3 separate regions of the Drosophila melanogaster genome follow, and all the other regions are linked to region 1. A link is a contact called in public Hi-C data. All regions are on one chromosome and are shown on one strand. The core of a region is the stretch at or near the end of the contact, and the rest is flanking DNA. Distances in the headings are between cores, read along the strand shown.

Region 1 (2,800 bases), core at 285-2,784:
TGTTGCAGCTGGACCATTGGACCTGGATAAAAGAATGAAAATGTAGTTCATGCGTTGAAGTTGAGATGTGGATGGGAAGGAACCTAAATTATATAGATATTTGCAAACTGATTTGCATTGCATATAGGATTGATCTATATCAGGAAATCTATGTATTTCAGGACATCAGCATTTGGCAGAAAATAGTTGCCATGTGCGAGGATTGAAGCAGATGGTGCTGCGTCAGAGGAAATAACAATCTGGAGGTCTTATCTTGGGCGCCTTGAACTTGCCCCCCTGCTGTTAAACGAAAGTTTTGTTATTCAAATTGGTGCGTAAACCAAAGGTGATAAGGGACCAGCCCTTGGACAATGCTTGGAGATACCTATCTTTCTACCTAATTTACAATTTCCTTACGGAATTTTGGTCGGTTTTATGGTTTTTGAAATGGTTTTTAGTATTGAAATGATGCTATCTTTGTGTATTATCCCGACTGTTCAGACCTACAGTTGGGCATACAATTCGAATGGTGGTACGATGCATAAAATCATTTAGAGCGCCAAAGAGGCACTGAACCCACCTGAGCGCCCAGTTCGACGAGGGTCTCGATGAGCACGGCGGTCTGGACGGTCATGTGCAGGCAGCCGGTGATGCGGGCGCCCTTGAGGGGCTTAGATGGGCCGTACTTCTTCCTGCAGGCCATCAGACCGGGCATCTCGTTCTCCGCAATAATGATCGCCTTGCGTCCCCATTCCGCCAGACTGATATCGGCTGTCGAGTGGGATATAAAAGGGAGATAGGGTCAGATAAGCAGGCACTGTTGATTTATACACCATACGGTCTGAATTTCTACGTTTTTTGCCCCAGCAACAACGTGCTCTCCTCTGTTTTGTCTCTCTTTTAACCTCAGAAACATGTGCTCATGAATAGATGCAATTCACCCGCACATGTCGCCTGTTGCCGGCCGGAGATTCGATTCGAGAGTTTGCCATCCGTTTGGGTTTATTTATAACGCAACTCACCGACTTTGTAGCTGGGCTTCGACATTCTTGCAAGGATTGGATGTTTGACTTGGATGCGGAGCAGACAGAATCGCACACAACCGAATTGGAGACGCGGGCAGCGGTAAATGAATCGAATCGCAACCCAAGACACTAGAATTCCAATTGCGGAATGGCGGCCCCAGGGATGGGAACTGGTTCCACGCAGCTGGTTCAGCTGGAGCAGTTCCGATTGGCACGATTGTTGCCATTTAAATTTAAAATTCATATGATAACTGCTGGTTTACATCCAATTGTATATAGAATCTTTTCTTTTTGCTATCATTTTAATAAAATGTATTAATAGGTCCTAAAAAATCAGACCATTGTATACCAGTTATTCACATTTTTCAGAATTCTAGATTAATGTTAAATGTGTTAAATAATAAGTTTTTCTGCCAAAATGAATTTAATATGTAATTCAAATAACATTAATTCTTTAAAGTAATTCTTTCGATATTTGAGGCCTACACTTTGATTCCCAACGAAAGCTTATCGATGCTGAACCATCACTAAAACCGACATCGATAACTGAGCAGAGTCTTAGGGAAAATATACACAGCGAAAAGCAAAGTGCGAGTCAGTGCGTTTTTCTGGTCATTGAACAGCCGTATCCAAAGTAGAATTCCCATGTCCGGCTCCGGTCTCGACGAGAATCCCTTCGGGGAGCCCAATCTGGACAATCCGTTTGCGGTGAGGCGATAGAAGAGCTAGGAGAGAGAGCGCGGAAGCCGAAGAAAAAACCCATCGCACACACACGCACACGTACGCAAAGGTGGGGTGTTGGTGTGCGTGCCTGTGAGTGTAGTGTGTGTGTGTGTTGGGTGCATTCGTCACATATGTTGAATGAATTGGTTTCTGATTGGGATTTCCCGGTTTTCCCCCGCAGGACCCCGCCATCCAGCAGGCACGACGACTCCAGAGCGGCGCCGCCCTTGTCTCTCTTGAGGATTACAATCCATTCGAGGAGCAGGCCAAGCCGCAGCTGCAGATCAACTCAACGAACACGGCGGCGGTGGTCCAGCCGCTATCGCAGAACATTCCGCCCCCGCAGACCAGTTCCCTGGGCGCCTCGGCGCCTAGCACCAGCATACAGATCACCTCGGAGGAGCTGCAGGTAACCCACTTGGCCGGTCGTCTCGCGTTACCGCCCACACAACAGTGAGCACTCTGCGGTGTGCTGTGCCGGCATGGCCACATCCGCAATACTCCAAAAACCGCATATGTACATCCAAATACTCGGAAACAATCGAAATGGACCACACCACACAGTTACACTAAAAGTTTGCCCTAAAAGTCTGTACAGTAATCACTTTGCTAGAGTGCCGGGATTAGGGCAGGCATATCACATTTTACTCTCCATCAAGAGTCAGAAAGATAAGCGGGCTTATCTCGATCTGCCAACGATATATCCGCTTTGGAGCATTTATCTGGTTGAGACTAGAAGCGGCTGCCGCGCCGAGTCTTCACTGTGCAAACTGCGGTTTCTCTTGATTTACTTGGCTTCTTCGGCCCTACACAATAATTCAAGAAATACTAGTTAGTAGATCTAAATACATATGATTTGGAGGCTTAAGTTTGCACTTTATTCTTGTACAGAATATTTCCTATAGATAGGCCAAATGCCTGAGGTTAAGATAGAAGTTTAACAAACTCAAGATTTGGATGTGAATTCCTATCATTGAATTTCGCCTTTGTTTTCCCAAATATGTAAATGAATAAGATTTAAAGTATTTACCATATACGGCCAATTTATTAAGTCATACAAAATGTATATATAA
Region 2 (2,700 bases), core at 183-2,682, 64 kb after region 1:
TATAATCATCGATATACCCTTAGCCAGGCACCCATTATATAGGCCCCATTCCCGATATATATATATATAAAAATCTTTATATATACAAGTATGTCTAACTGATTTCTTACGTACCACTCACTCTCGGTTCAATTGTTGTCAGTCAACGAAAAACTCTGTGAGTCAATTATGTATATGGATCATTTTTAATCGATTGTTTTTAACTGAAGATATGCCAGATGACCGATTTTGACCTACTCTGTATTGTACTATATTGCATTGAATACCGCGAATTGTTGTCGTTGTTGATTTTAAATTTTAAATTGCTCGTATTTAAGTTACCGATATTTTTGTACATTAGTTTAAGGTAGCGCATAATAAGTCCCACGAGTCTAGAGTAAATTCCAATATAAATGTATAAATACATTTTTTTTCCTCCTAATTGCTAATTTCGCAATGTTGACCGAATACTAAAGAAAATGTACTTATAGTGAAATTATACGCAAAAAATAATTTAAACTAAACTAAATGAGAACTAAACCAAAGCAAAAATGAAAACAAACAGAGAAATTAGCACATGTTAAAGAAGCGCAAATAAAAGTGAATACAAACGAATATGACAACAAACTTGCCTTCGGTTGCGAGTTACTTTGTAGTGTGCCAAATCTACATCATATCAGCTTTTACTCACCACAAGGTATGATGTTGCTGCAAAATAACACGAATCCCAAATTCGAACACTAAATGAAACCACGAAAAACCGATGCAAGTGAAGCTAAACCCCCCAGCAGGCAAGGTGAAATATGAATGAGAAATCGAGGCAAGCAGAACTTATTTGAATAAAAGAAGAAAATGTAAAAAAACTACGGAATAATTTTATTTGGATGGGCGGTATTCAAAACTATTATAATATTTAGTTTATTTTAAAACATTTCAATTGCTAACGACTAATGCAAATATAATCAATAAAGCTTACTTTATATGGGTAACTCTATCATCAGCCACCTATTGGGCACTTATGGAAACTATGAAAGAGATAGGCGCCTGCGCAAAGTTAAAAAGCCGCTTAGGTGTTGCCCAGCTGTTTGGTTATATTTTAAAAGAATATTAGCTTATTGTAATACAAGAATCAAATAGCCTCTTTCAAATACGATACATCATAATCGATAAATGCAAATTTAATCAATAAATATTGCCTCAAGGGGGTTACTGTGGCAATGGCCACCTACTGAGCATTTCTGGAAACTTCATTTGAGATCGGCGCCGGCGCAGAGCCCTCAAAAAGACCCCAAATCATGCCCAGCTGCTGAAAAAAAGGGGTTACTATTGGAGCTTTTCCGCTTCAGTGGCAACGCCATCCAATAAAAAAAGCTTTCAATCATCCCCCAGTGCGATGCTGATGCCGCTTCTTCTTCTGCTGCTGCTACCGCTGCTGCTTCTGCTGCTGCTGGTTGTACCGTGTGGATTCCACTTCCTCCGAGCCGAACAGAAATTCTCGGACACACGGAGCACACGGAGCACACAGCGCACAACACCCAACGAGTGCGAACCCAAGCATTGCGCATACGACGTGTGGGCCGAGTGGCACAAATAAATAGTTCACATTTGTTTTGCTGCCGTTTTTTGTTTGTTTGGCCCTGTGTTGGCGATTGTTGTTGCTGCTGCTGCTGCCTGCCACCGGATTTGTTTATTTTTTTCACAGTGATTTTTTTTTTTGTTGCCAGTGTGTGCGCAAGTGTGCGTGTGTGTTATTGTTAGTATCCAATGTGTTCTTGCCGTTTTTAAACAGTGAATCGCCGCGAATTGGAGCCTTGTGATTGCCCCATTCTTATCAGCAGTTCCCTGAATTGCGATTGTGATTGCGAATTTCTCGCTTGACATGTAGCTGCGAATTCTGGGCGTGTTTGTCGCTGTTCGGTTGGTCGGTTGGTGGGTGGTTGTGAGCGGCGTAAAAGGGGGGACAAGGATCCGGAATCGGTATCGGTGAGTACAACTTACATATACATATGTATGTACATTTATACATTTGTTGAGCAAACGCAGCAAATGATTTGTTTACATTCAAACGAATGGTTCTGAAAAATGAGAAATATGCGAAATGTACTATAAGCGATTCGATTTCTTTCGCCGCAAGAACATTGTTTATTTGATCGCATGCATTGTTTCATCGCACATTGCCCCATTGCTGTGTTTATTTTTGATTATTCTGCACATTTGTTTGGCTTTGGTCTAGCAATCAAAATGCATATTCATTGGGTGAACTGCCCCTTCCACATTCGTTTGGGGGCTCGGTAACCGCTCTTGCAAGCATTATGTAAACCTGTGGGCTGGGCCACCGATTCCACCTGCGATGCCAACGTTGTTTCCGAGTTTTGGGTTCTCTGGGTTTTTTCCTTTTTTTTTTTTTGTATTTCCTCCCATTATGTTGGCTGCGCTAATGTGCTTGGCTTTTGTCTGATTTATGCCGCAAAACAATCAAATTATTGCCAGCCAACCCCTTCTGACCGCCGCACATCGGTGCCGCGAAGCTGGTGGTGCTCATTTTTTATGATATCTCTCTATTTCCCTTTTGCGGCCGCCGAGCCATTTCATTATATAGTCTCTAGCATGCACTGAAAAAAATATAAAATCATCAAAATCATCAAACTCATTGCATATTTTGTGATAAAAACTGAATGGTAGTTCTAAAACTACATAAAACCTATTATATATGATTAATAA
Region 3 (2,833 bases), core at 317-2,816, 120 kb after region 1:
CTTGGCTAACAAGTGTGGCGAAAGAAGGGAAAACACCCACGCATTTTGCAAAAGCAATCGATCGATGATGGACTGCAGCCTGCTGGACGCCTCGCTGGCTAGACCCGTCAGGGAGCAGAGCTCCTGCTGCTGTTGCTGCAGGACAACTGTGCGGTCCTTCTCCTGGCACTGACTGCGCACACTGCGCGTCTCTGCGGGAATGGGCGTGGCAGCGGATTGACCCAAGGCGGGCCCACTCTCCTGCGCATTACAGAAGCCGCGACGCTCCTCCTCCTGTGTTTTGCGCGGCATCACCAGCCAGCCGCACAGCCTGGCCAGGTGGCGGGTCCAACGCAATGGCGGCTGATCCTCCACGAAGACCTCGCACATCCGATGACCCGGCTCGTGGCGACCACCAGCGAAGCCCACTGCAAAGCAGGGCAGGCACAACGATATATCCCTACACACCTGACACCGGAAACGTATGCCCACAATGTGCTCCTTGCGGCAGCCGGCACAAGAATTACTGTGAATCAAATGCTCGGTGTCCTCGATGCGTTTCACCAGTGCCAGCAGATTGCCATAGATCAGGAATCTCGTCTGGACACCCGCTCCCGTCCAGAGTTTGTGGAACTGCGGCTCGGTCAGTCCACCAACGCCATGCGGACAGCGGGCAAAGCACTGCTCCATAGCCAACGGAAGATTGTGGACGCCATAGGCCTTGGCCTCGCCCAAATAGCTGAGTAACTTGCTCAGCGTGGCTAGGAGCTGTTCGAATGCATATCTGGAGATGATCTGCGACTTGGGATCGGCCAGCAGGCCAAAGATGTCGCCCACCAGGTGATCGCTGCTATATAGCTTGCACAGCAGTATGAAGGTGATCCTGATCTCTAACAGGGATATGGAGTGTCTGCGTTGCCTAGCGAAACCAATCAAATATCAGACATATTCTTAAGATGCCAGAAACTCAACCCACGGATCGTAGACATTCCAGAAGAAGTTGGCCAACAGCCCGGTTGCCCTGTCCAGTTTATAGTTCGCATCCTGGTTGAAATGGCCTAGTTTCTCGCAGGCAAAGTATACATCGTGCAGCAGGGAGGTCAACTGGAATGGAGGAACCATCAGTTCCAGGCCACCACTCAAGTTATGGCGATCCAAAATGGCCAAAACCAGCTTGTAGGGGATTTTTCCAGCTGCAATTTGAAGGTTAATCCTTGGGGACTCCTTCGAATGGACCACCTACGCGACTGACTCACTGTGAAATATCTTTTGCAGCGCCACAAATTTACTGGCGCACCGGTATACCGTGTACTTGTAATTCCCGTAATCCCGCTGCAAGTCATCCATGATGGTGGATAGCTCTTTGTCCACCTGTTGCTTTTGTCCTTGGCCACCTTGGGATCCCTTTTCGCGGGCAATGGACGCCACGGCCTCGGCGCTATTTCGCAGTTTTGTCAGCTGCACGGGCACCGACGATCTCAGCATTTTGTCAGGCGTTTATTGTTATATATTTCCCTTGATTCTCGAATTAATTTCAGTCTCTTTTAAACGCGTCGTTTCTCGCGATCTCTTCCTCTTCCGTTAGCGCAAAAGTCAAATTGTGTGGCGTGAGGTGGCAACGCCGCGCGTGTTATCGATATCACTTCGCCGAACCGTTAGCGCTTTAAATTTGATTCAAAATTATTATTATCATTAATTAAGTCATCCGTTCGTTCTAAGAATATTTGACCATGATATAATAATTGGTAAATAAGTTTGAGCAACGGGAAATGTAAACTGAACAACTTGGGTTCACCATAGTATTTTCCCAATTTCAAAAACAAAACAAAGTTATTTAAAAACCCTTCTTTTGAATGCGAATAATTACCCAAAACGAGGAAATGGAAAGAGTGTCACATAGATTTTAAAATTAAATATATATTTTATGTATATTTGCATCATTCCATTGCAATTACATTCACTTATGCTATTTTGTTTTTCATTTACTTTGCTTTCGATTTAAAATAGTGGGTTTCTTATCATTTCGCTTGTTGTTTTTTGTTTGCTTATATCAATATTATAATATGCCAAGTTTATATGTGAGTGTTGTGGCGGGGCGGGGCGGGGCTGGGCGTTCGAAGAAGGGTTCGTAATTAGTTTATTTAACTTTTTTTTTTGCCTTTTAAAAGCATTCTCCCGCTTCCGTATGCGAATCCACGACAAACGCACACAGATGTTTGCGTTCACATTATATCAATCACTAATTATAATATGTGTTTGGGCGTGTGTGTGTGTGTGTTTATATGTATGTATATAAAGATCGTTCGCTCTTCATTTGCAATGCGCGTTTGCCATTTATGCTAGGGGGGGCGTGAGGCGAGATATAAATTTCCATCGATTTGCTTAGTTAAAAGTACGGCCATAATCGTAGCTGATGGGATTGGGGCACATGGATGTTGGGGATGTTCCTAACTCCACCTGAATCCACTGCTCTCGTCGACTGAAGGATTCAAGTGAAGGCTCGATTTTTACAAGGTTTAAGGTATAGTTTTAGCTCACTTAATTGCACATACTTCTATAGATTCTATATGTATAAAGTTCCTTTCTTTCAGATTAAAGTTCTTTCTTTCGCTGCGACTGGTTTGCTGGCTGTGTTTCTGTTTTGGTTCATCGAGTTATTTGAATTGCTCGTTTGATTTGTATCTGCAATTGGTTTTCAGTGTGATGGCGGCTTGGTTTGCGGTTGAGAACTTGAAACCTGTCTGCTTAGAGTATAGAAAGTTAAGGGTCTGTCTGCAAATCAATTTAGCATTTGTATATTTCGAAATGTTAACTAAAATGATCATAAGGTACGAAATCAAAGCGAAACCACATC

Evidence for each region. Hi-C and Micro-C count contacts between places; a contact is called where the count stands out from the background.
Region 2: a Hi-C map of the Kc167 cell line shows a contact between it and region 1, with 4 times the contacts expected there. The contact joins the promoter of CG9164 here to the promoter of Scamp in region 1. A contact is called at or near these places in 36 of 107 Hi-C or Micro-C datasets (the Clone 8 cell line, the Kc167 cell line, the ML-DmBG3-c2 cell line and 11 more) and 1 of 6 datasets of contacts at active chromatin or transcription factors (the Kc167 cell line).
Region 3: a contact with region 1 is called in a Hi-C map of the Kc167 cell line, with 3 times the contacts expected there. The contact joins the promoter of dah here to the promoter of Scamp in region 1. A contact is called at or near these places in 1 of 1 datasets of contacts at CTCF or cohesin (the Kc167 cell line), 41 of 107 Hi-C or Micro-C datasets (the D17-c3 cell line, the Kc167 cell line, the ML-DmBG3-c2 cell line and 15 more) and 2 of 6 datasets of contacts at active chromatin or transcription factors (both in the Kc167 cell line).

The regions. Positions count from the first base shown.
Region 1 is chrX:15,448,617-15,451,416 of dm6, reverse strand. It overlaps Scamp (scamp,), which reads left to right and starts at 1,534. Exons shown (of 5, transcript NM_167442.2): 1 at 1,534-1,712; 2 at 1,909-2,558. The coding sequence starts at 1,650. The coding sequence ends at 2,184. It overlaps Ahcy (Adenosylhomocysteinase), which reads right to left and starts at 1,156. Exons shown (of 3, transcript NM_001298339.1): 1 at 1,002-1,156; 2 at 560-750; 3 at 1-22. The coding sequence starts at 1,026.
Region 2 is chrX:15,384,173-15,386,872 of dm6, reverse strand. CG9164 reads left to right here and starts at 1,432. Exons shown (of 5, transcript NM_167440.3): 1 at 1,432-1,962. It overlaps Cngl (Cyclic nucleotide-gated ion channel-like), which reads left to right. Exons shown (of 20, transcript NM_167441.5): 20 at 1-835.
Region 3 is chrX:15,327,075-15,329,907 of dm6, reverse strand. dah (discontinuous actin hexagon) reads right to left here and starts at 1,566. Exons shown (of 6, transcript NM_078607.3): 1 at 1,236-1,566; 2 at 956-1,172; 3 at 41-898. The coding sequence starts at 1,464. Top1 (Topoisomerase 1) reads right to left here. Exons shown (of 8, transcript NM_001014742.2): 8 at 1,879-2,833.